Linked DNA regions of Mus musculus: region 1 is linked to region 2. The links are chromatin contacts, called in public HiChIP or PLAC-seq maps. All regions are on one chromosome and are shown on one strand. Each heading gives the region's core, a stretch centred on a gene start, on an enhancer-like site or on the middle of the called end of the contact. The rest is flanking DNA. Distances are from core to core; before and after follow the strand shown.

Region 1 (5,170 bases), core at 927-3,426, 340 kb before region 2:
TATTTTGCAGTCTTAGTCCCACAGTGTTCTGGTCTGTGCATACCTAGTAAATGTCCTTTCAGAAGAACTGACTTGGCTTGAGCAGCTGTTGAAAGAGGCAGGTTTGAATCACTAGAGTTCACTTCCAGGCAGATAGGTAACAAACATTGCTGGTGGTGGTCCCTGAAACCAATGCATCTGAGTATGCACACACTGCTAGACTGTCTCTTCGTTCTAGAAAGAAGAGAACACTAGAGGGCAGTGTTGTCATTGAGAATGACTGCAGAGTTGCAGACAGCACACTTATGGACTCTTCTAAACGATCTTTTAAACAGTAAGAAAAATCATCCTTGAACAACTTCTGTATCGCTTAGGCAACCCCACGATCAACACAGCTCATTACTGTCTTGTGTCTAATACAGAGCATGTGAAAGTGTGCAGTAGGCTGTGTTATCTGTGATTTTGTGTCTTTACAATCAAACTGCTGCCATGCTAGAAATATGTAGCCTATTTTGTCTTGTCATTTGTTGTTAGTCTTCTTGGCACTATGGCAAACATTTGACATAAGCAACTTAAAGCAGAGATGATTTTTTTTGTCAAGGGTTTAGAGATTATATCCCATAGTCTCTTTCTCTGCCATTTGCAGGCCTGTGCTGAAACAAGGATACCATAGCATTGGGAGCATGTATTGCAGGCTGCTCACCTTAGGGTGGCAGGAAACAGAGGACTAGGAAGAGACCAGGACCTGTTCTAGCCTCAAAAGAATGCTTCCAATGACCTACTTCCTGCAACCCTGTCACACCTCCTAAAGTTTCCAGAACCTCCCAAAATAGTTCTAGCATCTGGGGAACAAGTGTTTGAAATATGAGTCTATGGGGGCACTTCATAGTCAAGCTGTAACATCATTTTTTTCCTAAATGGGACAATATGGCAACTATTTATATATCATTGGCATGGCAATAAGTATTCTGTATGATCTACAGATGATTGAAAGTGTGGGGGAGAATGTTGGTAGGCTGCATGCAAATACGTTTTGATACTGTGCCTCTGTAGCCGTTGGAATCTATGGGGAGTCCTGAACTGAAGGACAACCATTTGTGTTTGCATTTTCATAAACTGGATGTTTTCAGGCTTGGGTATGATACATTCTTTCAAACTCTTAAGCCTAAGTTAAAACATAGAAAGTTGAAATGCAAAATTGAATAAGTTAACACTCTGTAAATATACACCATCAAATATACACCATCAAATATACACCATCAGACTCAGAATAGTTCACACAACACCTTGGCTGTCTAACTGCCATCAACCTTCTTCTTTCTTTTTCTTATTTTATCTTTCCAATTTCTCCTCCATCTCCACCAGCACTACTCTGTCCCAATTTCATGTGCTTTTTTTTTTTTTTTAAACTCATGGAGTCTCCTAGTGCTGCCACTATGTGCATGGGTATAAGGCCATCTACTGGACATGGGCATTCTCTCAGGGCCCACGTTCCCTAAGCCCTCAGTTTGTGACTTCATCCCCACCCATGCTTAGGATTTTGTCTGGCTTTATCTTGCACATATAGTCATAGCCACTGTTCCTGTGTGCAGCTGCCCTGTCATGTCCAAAACGACACAGTTTCTCTGTATTTATCAACTACCTCTGCTTTGTACTATCTCTCTGCTCCCTCTTCTGTAGTGAGCCCTAAAGCCCTGGGAGGAAGAGGTATTATATAGATGTGCTATTTAACACACGTGGGTCATTATTTTCTGAGCATTGACTAGTCGAGGGTCTCTGCAAAACATAAGCTTCTCTGATGAGGCTTGGGAGATGCACTAGTCCATGACATGAAGAGAAGACTAGTTTGCTGCTATATCCATTTAGCAGCATAATAATATTAGGTTCTCTTCTAGAGCCTATGACTTAGCAAGCTGATAGGTTCTTGGCCCCATTGATGCTGCTGAGCATGAGTCACATCTTGTGGAGTAGGCCTTTACTATAATCAGAAAACGATTGATTGCTCCCACGACATCCATGCCAGTATTGCCCCAGTGAGCCTGCCCTGCCAGGCCAGTTGTTATTAGAGCTCACAGGGCTCACAGATGGTTTGTTTTCTCCCTCAGTAGTTTACACGGCACCTTCCAGCACTGTGACATGCAGTCAGTAGAGAGGAAGCTTCCAGGTCAGTACCACTTTGATTTCCCAACATTCTATGACTAAAGTGTATGGCATCTGCAACAGAGTCTTACCATCTGGAGACAATTAAGAGCAAGGCAATAGCCTGTAACATCTAGAGGCAGTCTATGGGACCCTGCTAACCACAATTTGAAAAGAGGTACCCCATATTTTACATTGCTTAGCTTTTTATTTGATAGCCTATGTCATCTAGGAGAGGAATTGTTTTCCAATTAGAGGTCAACTCCATTTCAAACTCTTTATATATGCATATATGTATGTTTTATTTTGTATTTAAGGTATGATCTCACCATGTGTTCCAGGCTGGCCTTAAATTCACTATGTAGCTCAGGTGAACCTTGAAATTGGAAGCCTTCTGCCTCAACCTCCCCAGTACTTGAATTACAAGCCTATAAGCGTACAAGACCACACCTGGATATTAGCATGTCACAATGATGTACTAACCTGACCATTTCTGGTTGTGGCTATGGTGCTTCATACGTGTGGATTTCCCATCATCCAGAGATCCAGCCTTCTGTAGTTGGAGCTGGTTACTAGATTTTTTGTGATTCAAATGGTACATCACAGTTCCTGTGATGCAGTTTTCTTTCCTTTACCCAGACTACAGTTACCGCTTAGTGTCTCAGACACTAGTGTGCTTTCTCTTCTGAAGTTACATCTATTTTCTCTGTCTGCAAGAGAAGGATGTTCATTGCTAGCTCTGTTCTCTAAAGGAGAAACAGAGTGTGAAAATTCATCCAAGCTCACTTCTCATTCATGTCTGAAACTATTTCCAACTAATCTCATGGTATACAATATCACTTTATTATCTAGTCACAGAGAACAGAAACTAGAACACTTTCAAGGAAAATACATGCTAAATTACTGGAAGAAACAGCAAGCATGGTTATTTTTATTCTTCTAATTGACATTTTAAAATTATAAGGCAAATTTTTGCACTGAAAAGGCCCATGTAAGTTGAGTGAGAAGATAAGCTACAGGAACTGAGAAAATTGGTAAAAGATATGAGTGGCTATGTCACTAGAGAGGGCATCCAGACAGTATGTATTCAGCAGTATCAGCCACTAGGGAATATATATTAAAATCCAAAGGAGATACAATTGTTGCCTGTTACTTAGATTAGAAATGGGAACACCACCAAGTGCTGGAGTCATGAGGAGAGAATGGATCATCCAAACATTGTGGGCACCATTATGAAAATGGGGCACTTACTCTGGGAAACAATTTGACTATTTTCTGCATAACTAAACCTCTAGCTATCATTTGGGCTAGCAGTTATACTCTCGGGTATTAGTTTTAGAGAAATAAAAGGATATATTCAAAGTAAAACTATATATGAATGTTTTTAGCTATTTTTTTTATCAACGCTTCCAACTTGCAACTAGCCTAGAGGGTCTTCAGCAAGTAGACAGCAAAACAAACCAACACACACACACACAGGTGAATATTACTCAGTTAAAAGAAAAAGGACCCCGGCATAGTCTCACAAGAGACAGCTCTGGAAAGAGAGGCCCACTGGACATGCAAACTTTATATGCCCCAGTACAGGGGAACGCCAGGGCCAAAAAGTGGGAGTGAGTGGGTAGGGGAGTGGGGGGAGAGTATGGGGGACTTTTGGGATAGCATTGGAAATGTAAATTAGGAAAATACCTAATAAAAATTTTTTAAAAAAAGAAAAAGGACAAATCATGGATACATACAACCCTCATAGTATTAGATATTGGTGGTTTCATTTACATAGCACTTCTGAAATGAGAAAAATTCAAACAAAATTATTAGTCATCGTTTGAGTGGTTGGAAACCATGGTAAGAAGGAGCTGGAAATGGTTTTAATAGGGCGTCGTAAGTGAGTGAAGACGCTGTGCTCTGTCTTCATCCAGGGAGTGAATACCTTAGCCTGAAAGAGTGGTAAGGAGCCCAGGTAAACTGGAAACAGCCATGATGCATTGCAGCTATGTCAATTTGCTGGCTTTGGTATTGTCCTATAGGCTCATAAGTGTTAGTGCTGGGGAGACTTGATAATACATATTCCTAAATATATAAATGCAATCTGCTCAGTCTGTATGCTGTTCCTTACAAGTATGCGGTTTTAGGGCTGACCACTTGGTTTTAGATAACCAATCAGTGTGACCTCCTCTGGGAAGACTATTTCTCCTGCCCTCAGCATCCCTTAGCTGCGTGTAGTTCTGTCTAGGGTTAAGGCCCAGTGAGATTTTCCCCTTCCATGTTAATGTGTCTGTTGGCATCGTCTTTGTTCAGGTCTTGTTTAGGTAGCCATGCTGCTGAGACTTCCCATATGTGTATCGTCCCAGGCATTCCTAAGAGACACAGTCTCACAGCCTACTTCCTGGTTCTCTTGCTCCTCGTACACTTGTTCTGTGCTCTTGCCGTGTCCCCCAGCCTCAGGTGAATGAGTTGTGCTGAAGATAGATCACTTGGGGCTAGACCTCACAGGATCACTTGTTCTCCGCATTTTCATTGGTTGTGAAAATATTGTTCAGAGATTTAAACATGGACGTTATTGGGGGTGGGGAGGTGATTCTTGACGGTACTACAGACCCAGGTGTGGTGTGAGTTTCTTTGCAGGAGCCAGCATACAATGGCTGTGGCTTCCAAAGTAACTTCCAGAGTTACTCTGTTTAAAGGCTGCTGTGGACTGCCCTGCCCCCTTTCTTTTCCTGTAAATGAGATCAAAGAACAGTTTTACGGGTCACAAGGGTGCAAGGAATCCTTACAACACTAAGTCACAAGGGAAGTAAGACGTGTTTTGCTGTAAATAATATGTGTAATCTTGTTTGTAAAATACTCAGAAAAATCACAGGTTTACAGCCAGAAGAGGAATGCAGTTAAGATTCGGCCTTAAACAGGCTTATTGCTGTCTTCACATTTCTGTTTGAAATATCTACATATAAACGGATTACCTTCTCTTGTAAATAGTCTTCACTGCGAATGTGAAGCATGCAGGAAGCCTTGCCTCTCTAGGCTGGAGACTAGAACTTGACTCCCTTCCCTC
Region 2 (5,838 bases), core at 422-2,921:
TAAAATTCCAATTTAGGGTGAGACAGCTGGCTGGCCAATCCTGGGTGCACCTCTAAAATAAAGCTTGCTTTAGTTTGCTCTTTCCTCTTACAGTGCTCAGGTTTAACAATAAAAGCAAAGCAGTAGGGCACAGGCTGGCTCTCATGGACTTGGCACTTATAGATTAAGGCTGCTGTATCTGTTGGGAGGCTCCTGGGAGGGCCCTAGGAGCTCAGTAACAACTGGTCAGTGTCTTCTTTTCCTAAGGAACAACATCTACCTGCAGAGAAAGACAGAGAAAACAGATAATCATCATACAAGGGCCGGGTACTGTCTGAGTCCCTTCATGTTGCTGATGTGTGCATGACAGGAAAGACTCTCAGATAACGAGTCATTTGACCCAAGGTTGCTTACCCTGTCTGTGGTAGCAGAGTATGGCATAGAGAAAGAGGCATCAGAGGTTAACAAAAGAGCCAAAGCCAGTTGGCAAAGCCACTGGGAACCCCTCCCCACCTGGCTATATGAAACAAAAGTTGAAGCAAAAGCCCACAAATTCTTCAAGAGAAGGTGGGTGTGATGGGCATGACCTGCATAGGGTCTCCAGGCTTAGGGCAAGAAGCTTTGACAAAAGTCTCAGTCCTGTCCCAGCTGTCTAGCCCACTCCCATCTTAGGAGTGCCTTTCTCTTCCTTAATATACTTTCCCTATCTCTATAACTGTCTGTGTGTCCCTATTGTAATCTTTGTTCTATGACTCAAGAATTTGGAAATCTCAGCGGCTACCCTGTGGACTCTGACCCACAACTCTAATATTAGACTTGCGTTCTTACCCCTCCTGGAAGTGGGTGTGATTTAGCACTGTTCAGCTAGCAGAGTGAGACCCTGAGGCACTCAGGGGTACTTGCAGGACGACTAGGACATGGCTAGCTTTATTTGGGGGCCAATTTGCCTTTCTGTCTTTTTTTCTTTGTCAGCGAGTGGGCTGTTAGGCAAGCCAGCAAGCTTCTGTTGAAAGGCCCGAGAAGGACCTGTGGACTCAGAACTGCAGTCTCATTGGATGCTGGGTACCACCAGTGAGCCTGGAAATAGAAAACTATCTACTTTTACACAGTGATCAGTCCTGTGTCCCGGCAGCTTCCCGGGGACTCTGCAGTGCAGACGTCCTTTTGCCCCCAGTTGAAGTGAGCCTTTCTCTGGGAAAGGAGCCCATGTGGCCTGCCTCCTAGAGAGCCTGCCAAATTACACACAGTCATGACTGGTCATTTTCCTTCTCTCCCCCCTCCCCTGTCTTTGAGAGTGGGGGTGGTGGTAAGCCAGGGAGATGAGAGGTACATCTGCAAGTTATTTGCTGAGAAAGTGAAGGGAACACCAGCTGCAGAGCTGGGGAGCCCAGGCAGGGGGGCGCTTGCCGAATACCAACTTGGTCATGGAGGTCCCTGCCTTTTTGGGAACTGAGCAGCTGAAGTTGTGCTGATATTAGTTAGGCCTTTGGGTGGTTCTCTCCCTCCCCTCTCCCATCTCTCCCTTTGTTCCTCCCCTTTCTCTCCCTCTCTCAATATAGTACAGGATCCAGAGGGAATACAGGCTGCTTGATGCTTGAGAAACCAGGAAGACTTGGAGGGGAGGAGCCACTCCTTGCAGCAGCGGGCTCTGAACACCCCCCAGGGCTCCGGGACTTGCAGCTTGGAAGCAGAGCTGCTCTGGTTGCACAACCTCCCGTGTGAAAGGGGCTGGCTCCTGCCCACACCAGCAGACTCATTCCAACTGGGCCATTTCCTTCTCCCCTCCTCCCCCTCCCCACTTCCTGCAGGTGGCTTCTCTAATCCAGTTAGCACTTGGGGAAGCCTCCTGTGCCTGTGCACCTAATCCGAAAATGGCTGGCTTGACTTTGACCTGCAGCGTGACCTTGCAAAGAAGGCTGGACCTATTGTGTCTGCTCACACCTGGGAGCCATTTTCAGCTGTCCTAGTGCAAGTGAGAGAAATGTGTTCGTGTTTATACCAGGCAGGCCTTTCTTTCATAAGGCCTGTCATTGTTGGGCAGTATATATGGAATGTAGAATCAACCCACTTGTGCAGAGGTTGACAGTTTGTCAAGATAGGCTACATCGCTTGGTATATTGACAGGCATATGAAATAAACTTTTTTTTCTTTTAAATTAAAAAATGGCCAGATGTTATTCTTCCACCTTTTCACATATAAGACATTGATAGCAGGTTTGGTGTGTCGTCCTGTGTACGTTCTGAGATCCAATTCTGTAGCCCAGTGAGATTGCGAAAAGCACAGGAAGGCAGGTATCTTCCCCGAGGTTCCTTTTCTCTGCTTCTCAAGCTGGCTGCTCACTTTGTTCTGGAATCTGTGGTCTGGGAGCTTAGGAGGGTTAATACAACTTGATATGCCAAATCCTGAGCTGACATATCAAGTTGTATTAGGTGTGAGACCCCTCGGGGTGTGGGGCAAGATGCGGTCTGTCCAGGTAGTGTTTGCTTTGCAAGCATTCTGTCAGCCTCAGGTGAGCTCATTTGGTATCATTCTCATTAAAGATTGCAAATCCTTGGAAAGGCTTCCTGCCTCTGCACTTCAGGCTAGTCCTCCCCATCCTCTCACTCACATAGCTGCTGCTGCTTCTGGTGGTGGTGGTGGGGCGTTTATGGCTGTCTACTCCTAAGAGCACATCCAGGGACGTGATCCTGCTGCCAAGCCTCTGCAGAGCCCCAGCCCCCTTTGTGGTAATGCCAGCAGAGTTGCCCACAATGGGGACCTGCCCTTGAAGACATGACTCTAGGGCAGATTCCGGAGTACTCTCCTCACTTCCTGGATGTATTTCAAACCCAAACAGCTGAGGCAAAGGTGCCAATTTGTGGTTTCTCTTCCCAGCTTCTTAACTGGGTGCTGAGTGTGGGGAGGCTGCAGCACTGGCACCCTGGGCCCTGTCTCCAGTGCCAGCAGCCTCTGCACAGCTGCTTGGGACAGAGCCTTGGGGGATAAAAAGGTACTTTCCCTGGGAGAGCTGCCGGGGAGTCACTTCTGGACCACGTGGCTCTGGGGTGAAGGTGAATAGGATCTCCTTGCTTCCTACCATCTCCTGTAGCTTCAGGTTGCGGTGAGGTGGCTCTTGCTTTGTTGCTGTGCTCTGAGACTATTGCTTTCCTTTACCTGAAATCAGGAGGCCTGGAATTACATAGTCTGTCTGCCTGGAATTGATCTTACTTGCAGGAATTCCTTCTGAATGATCTCTTGTAAACCTGTTGGAGTTCAGAGACTGTGTGTGTGTGTGTGTGTGTGTGTGCGCGCGCGCGTGTGCGCATGCTCATTCTTGACTTTCTGTTATATTAGTTCCTTCATTGGAAGCTGTGGAGTATAGCTCTCTTACTCCACCAGGCCTTCTGGTAGCTGTGACTGTCCTGGCATTTTGTTCTTGTTACACGTTTTACTTTGGTACCTTAAAGTAAATTGTTGATTGACAAGTGGCTGTGAGAAATAGAAATTCTCTGAATAGCTTTAGCTCCATTTCCTCTGTGGTGCAATCTTGTAAAATTTCACAACCAGGACATTCATATCATATAGTCAAGTCCTAGAACGTATCCATCCCCACTAAAGGCCCTCCTCCTGCATGGCCACACCCACTGCCTTCCTTGTAACGTGTTCTGAAGAGGAAACGGACTGGACAGCACAGTCTGTTGGGATTGGTCCTTCTGTTGAGTGTGATTCCCTGGAGGTTGGTGGGGTTTGTGTGTTGATACTTTGTTCCTTTCTGCTACCAGGTTGGGTCTAATCTTTCACCACTGAAGGACACCTGTGGTCCTTCCAGGCTTTGATTGTTCTGAGAAAGACTGCTGTGACCAATCATCTTCAGCCTTATTGGCTACCTGTGGGCTGTTTTTATATTTTGCTGGTTTTGATACAGCCCAGGCTGGCTCTTGCACCCAAGACCCAAGTGCCCAACTATCTGTGAATCTTTTTGCTGAAATGTCAGACTTCTTGCTTATTTTCAAACTAGTATTTTACTTTACTTTTGGTATTTCAGTTCTGCAGGTCTTTACATATTCTAGATACTGGGCCTGTGTTGGATGTGTGGTTTGAATATGTTTTCCTCTAGTCTGAGGTCAAGTCCACCACCTTCTGGATTATGCTTTTAGGGTCAGGTCTAAGAATTTGCCTAGTGCTAAGCTAAAAGATTTTTTTTCTCTCTCTCTCTTTTTTTCCCCTCCATATGTTTTGCAGGCTTACCTTTGGCATTTAAGTGCACAATGGCTTGCTTTAAAAGCATGCAGTTCCAAGAAAAAAAGAGCACACGCGTGCTCTGGTGGGGCCTGCAGAGCAGACTGGACTGGGGTCTGGTATTCAGGGGTGCAGAACAGTGGCATTGACCGTGGTGTTGCTCTGGTCCTGTGGCAGTTGTGTCACCTATGGGGTGGATAAGGAGGGCATCATGAAAGGGCCTGCTCATGAGCCCATCCTTGAATCTCCAAGTGTACTTAATTCATATGCTGAAAGGCTTGGGAAATCGTGTGGTAAGAGAGAATCTAAATCTTATAATCAGTAGATCAAAAGTCTTCCAGATGAGGCAGGAAACAGGCCTGGTTTTATTTTTAAAGGCACAACATGGTATAACTCCCCAGAGGGAGAGGACTTTGTCTCAGAGGCTGCAGCCAAATGCTGAAACAGCTTCCTCCTCTGCCTGGAACTGCAGGGCTGTTTCAAAGCTGGCTTATGGATCTAGGGGAATGTTTCAGTGGCAGGCAGCCCGTTGGTGCCCCTGAAGAAATTTCTAAGACATCCCGGCTCCACCAGTTTCCTTTTTGTTATCTTCTTGTGCTTCTTCTGCACACAGGACATCATAGCTGGGAGTCTGAGAACACCTGGGCTTGCACCCTAGTTAGCTGGATAACTCCCAGCCAGGATGTAGCCTCTTCAGTGTGGACCTGGATGAGCCTTGACTGGTATGGTTGGGAGCAGAGGGTGGAAGGCTTCTCCTTGGACAATAGGTCTAATGCCCTAGAGCAACAATGTGTTTATAGCTTGTGCACTAAGGGCGTGGGACGTTCTTTGCAGGTGTGTGGGTCACTAGGGGTATATATACAATGTTTCCTAGTTTCATTTGCTTCCTTGGCATCTGTAAAGACAGGTCCTACTGCTGTTCTGATCACGTGGTTGCCCCTCACTGGGGATGCTTCTCTCTGAGGGGAGGTTCTGGGTTCTGTCCAGTGATGATCTCTTCCCCAGGGATCTGACTACTGCCCTCCTCCATCTTGAGGCTTTTCCACATCTCTGAGACTGTGGGTGGGATTTACATTCTGGTACAAAGTTATTTCCATCTGCAAAGTGGGAAGGCCAGCCTATCTGTGGACAAGCTCCAGTGGGTTTAATCCAGGTTCCAACTACAGTGGCTTTTTAAAGGGTCTACCACCTGGAGTAGGCTCACATGCTGTGAGACTATGTTAGGGTACAGGGTTCTATAGGAGACTCCAGACTGCAGTACCCGGAATTCTCATCTGTGCACAGTGCACACATAGCTAATTAATGAAGGCTATGCCCCATACATACTCTTTACCTAGGTATTTCCAGTTAAAGATTAGGACTCAGGAGGGCCAGAGTGATGGCTCAGTGGTTAAGAGTCCTGGTTGTTCTTCCAGAGGACTAATATTCAATTCCCAGCACCTACATGACTCCAGGCCCAGGAGCTCTGGTGTCCTCTTCTGTCCTTTGTAGGCACTGCACACTTGTGCACAGATATATATTCAGAAAAACAAAAACAAAACCACTTCTACAACATAAAAATAAATAAAATCTAAGAAAATAATTTTAAAAAAGATTAGGTCCTACAGCTCAGCATCTAATGCACATTTAACTGGTTTTTAT

The links. HiChIP or PLAC-seq counts read pairs in DNA pulled down with a chosen protein or histone mark.
Region 1: an H3K27ac HiChIP or PLAC-seq map of the NIH/3T3 cell line shows a contact between it and region 2, with 5 times the contacts expected there. The contact joins two enhancer-like sites. A contact is called at or near these places in 1 of 39 promoter capture datasets (liver), 1 of 15 datasets of contacts at CTCF or cohesin (the NIH/3T3 cell line), 6 of 484 Hi-C or Micro-C datasets (differentiating embryonic stem cells, embryonic fibroblasts, embryonic stem cells and 2 more) and 14 of 115 datasets of contacts at active chromatin or transcription factors (the NIH/3T3 cell line, the SCID.adh cell line, T-cell acute lymphoblastic leukemia and 8 more).

Annotation. Positions count from the first base shown.
Region 1 is chr6:94,981,612-94,986,781 of GRCm38.p6, reverse strand. No RefSeq gene overlaps it. Among named protein-coding and RNA genes, the nearest start is that of 4930511E03Rik, 40 kb to the right of the region's middle. Within about 2 kb of position 2,176, at least 10 of the 459 cell types and tissues checked have an H3K27ac peak or open chromatin away from gene starts, as enhancers often do. A contact at or near this core is called in the NIH/3T3 cell line, where this site is marked.
Region 2 is chr6:94,643,639-94,649,476 of GRCm38.p6, reverse strand. The region is part of intron 3 of Lrig1 (leucine-rich repeats and immunoglobulin-like domains 1); the gene reads left to right. Among named protein-coding and RNA genes, the nearest start is that of Mir7041, 40 kb to the right of the region's middle. RefSeq lists an enhancer at 483-2,058. Within about 2 kb of position 1,671, at least 207 of the 459 cell types and tissues checked have an H3K27ac peak or open chromatin away from gene starts, as enhancers often do. A contact at or near this core is called in the NIH/3T3 cell line, where this site is marked.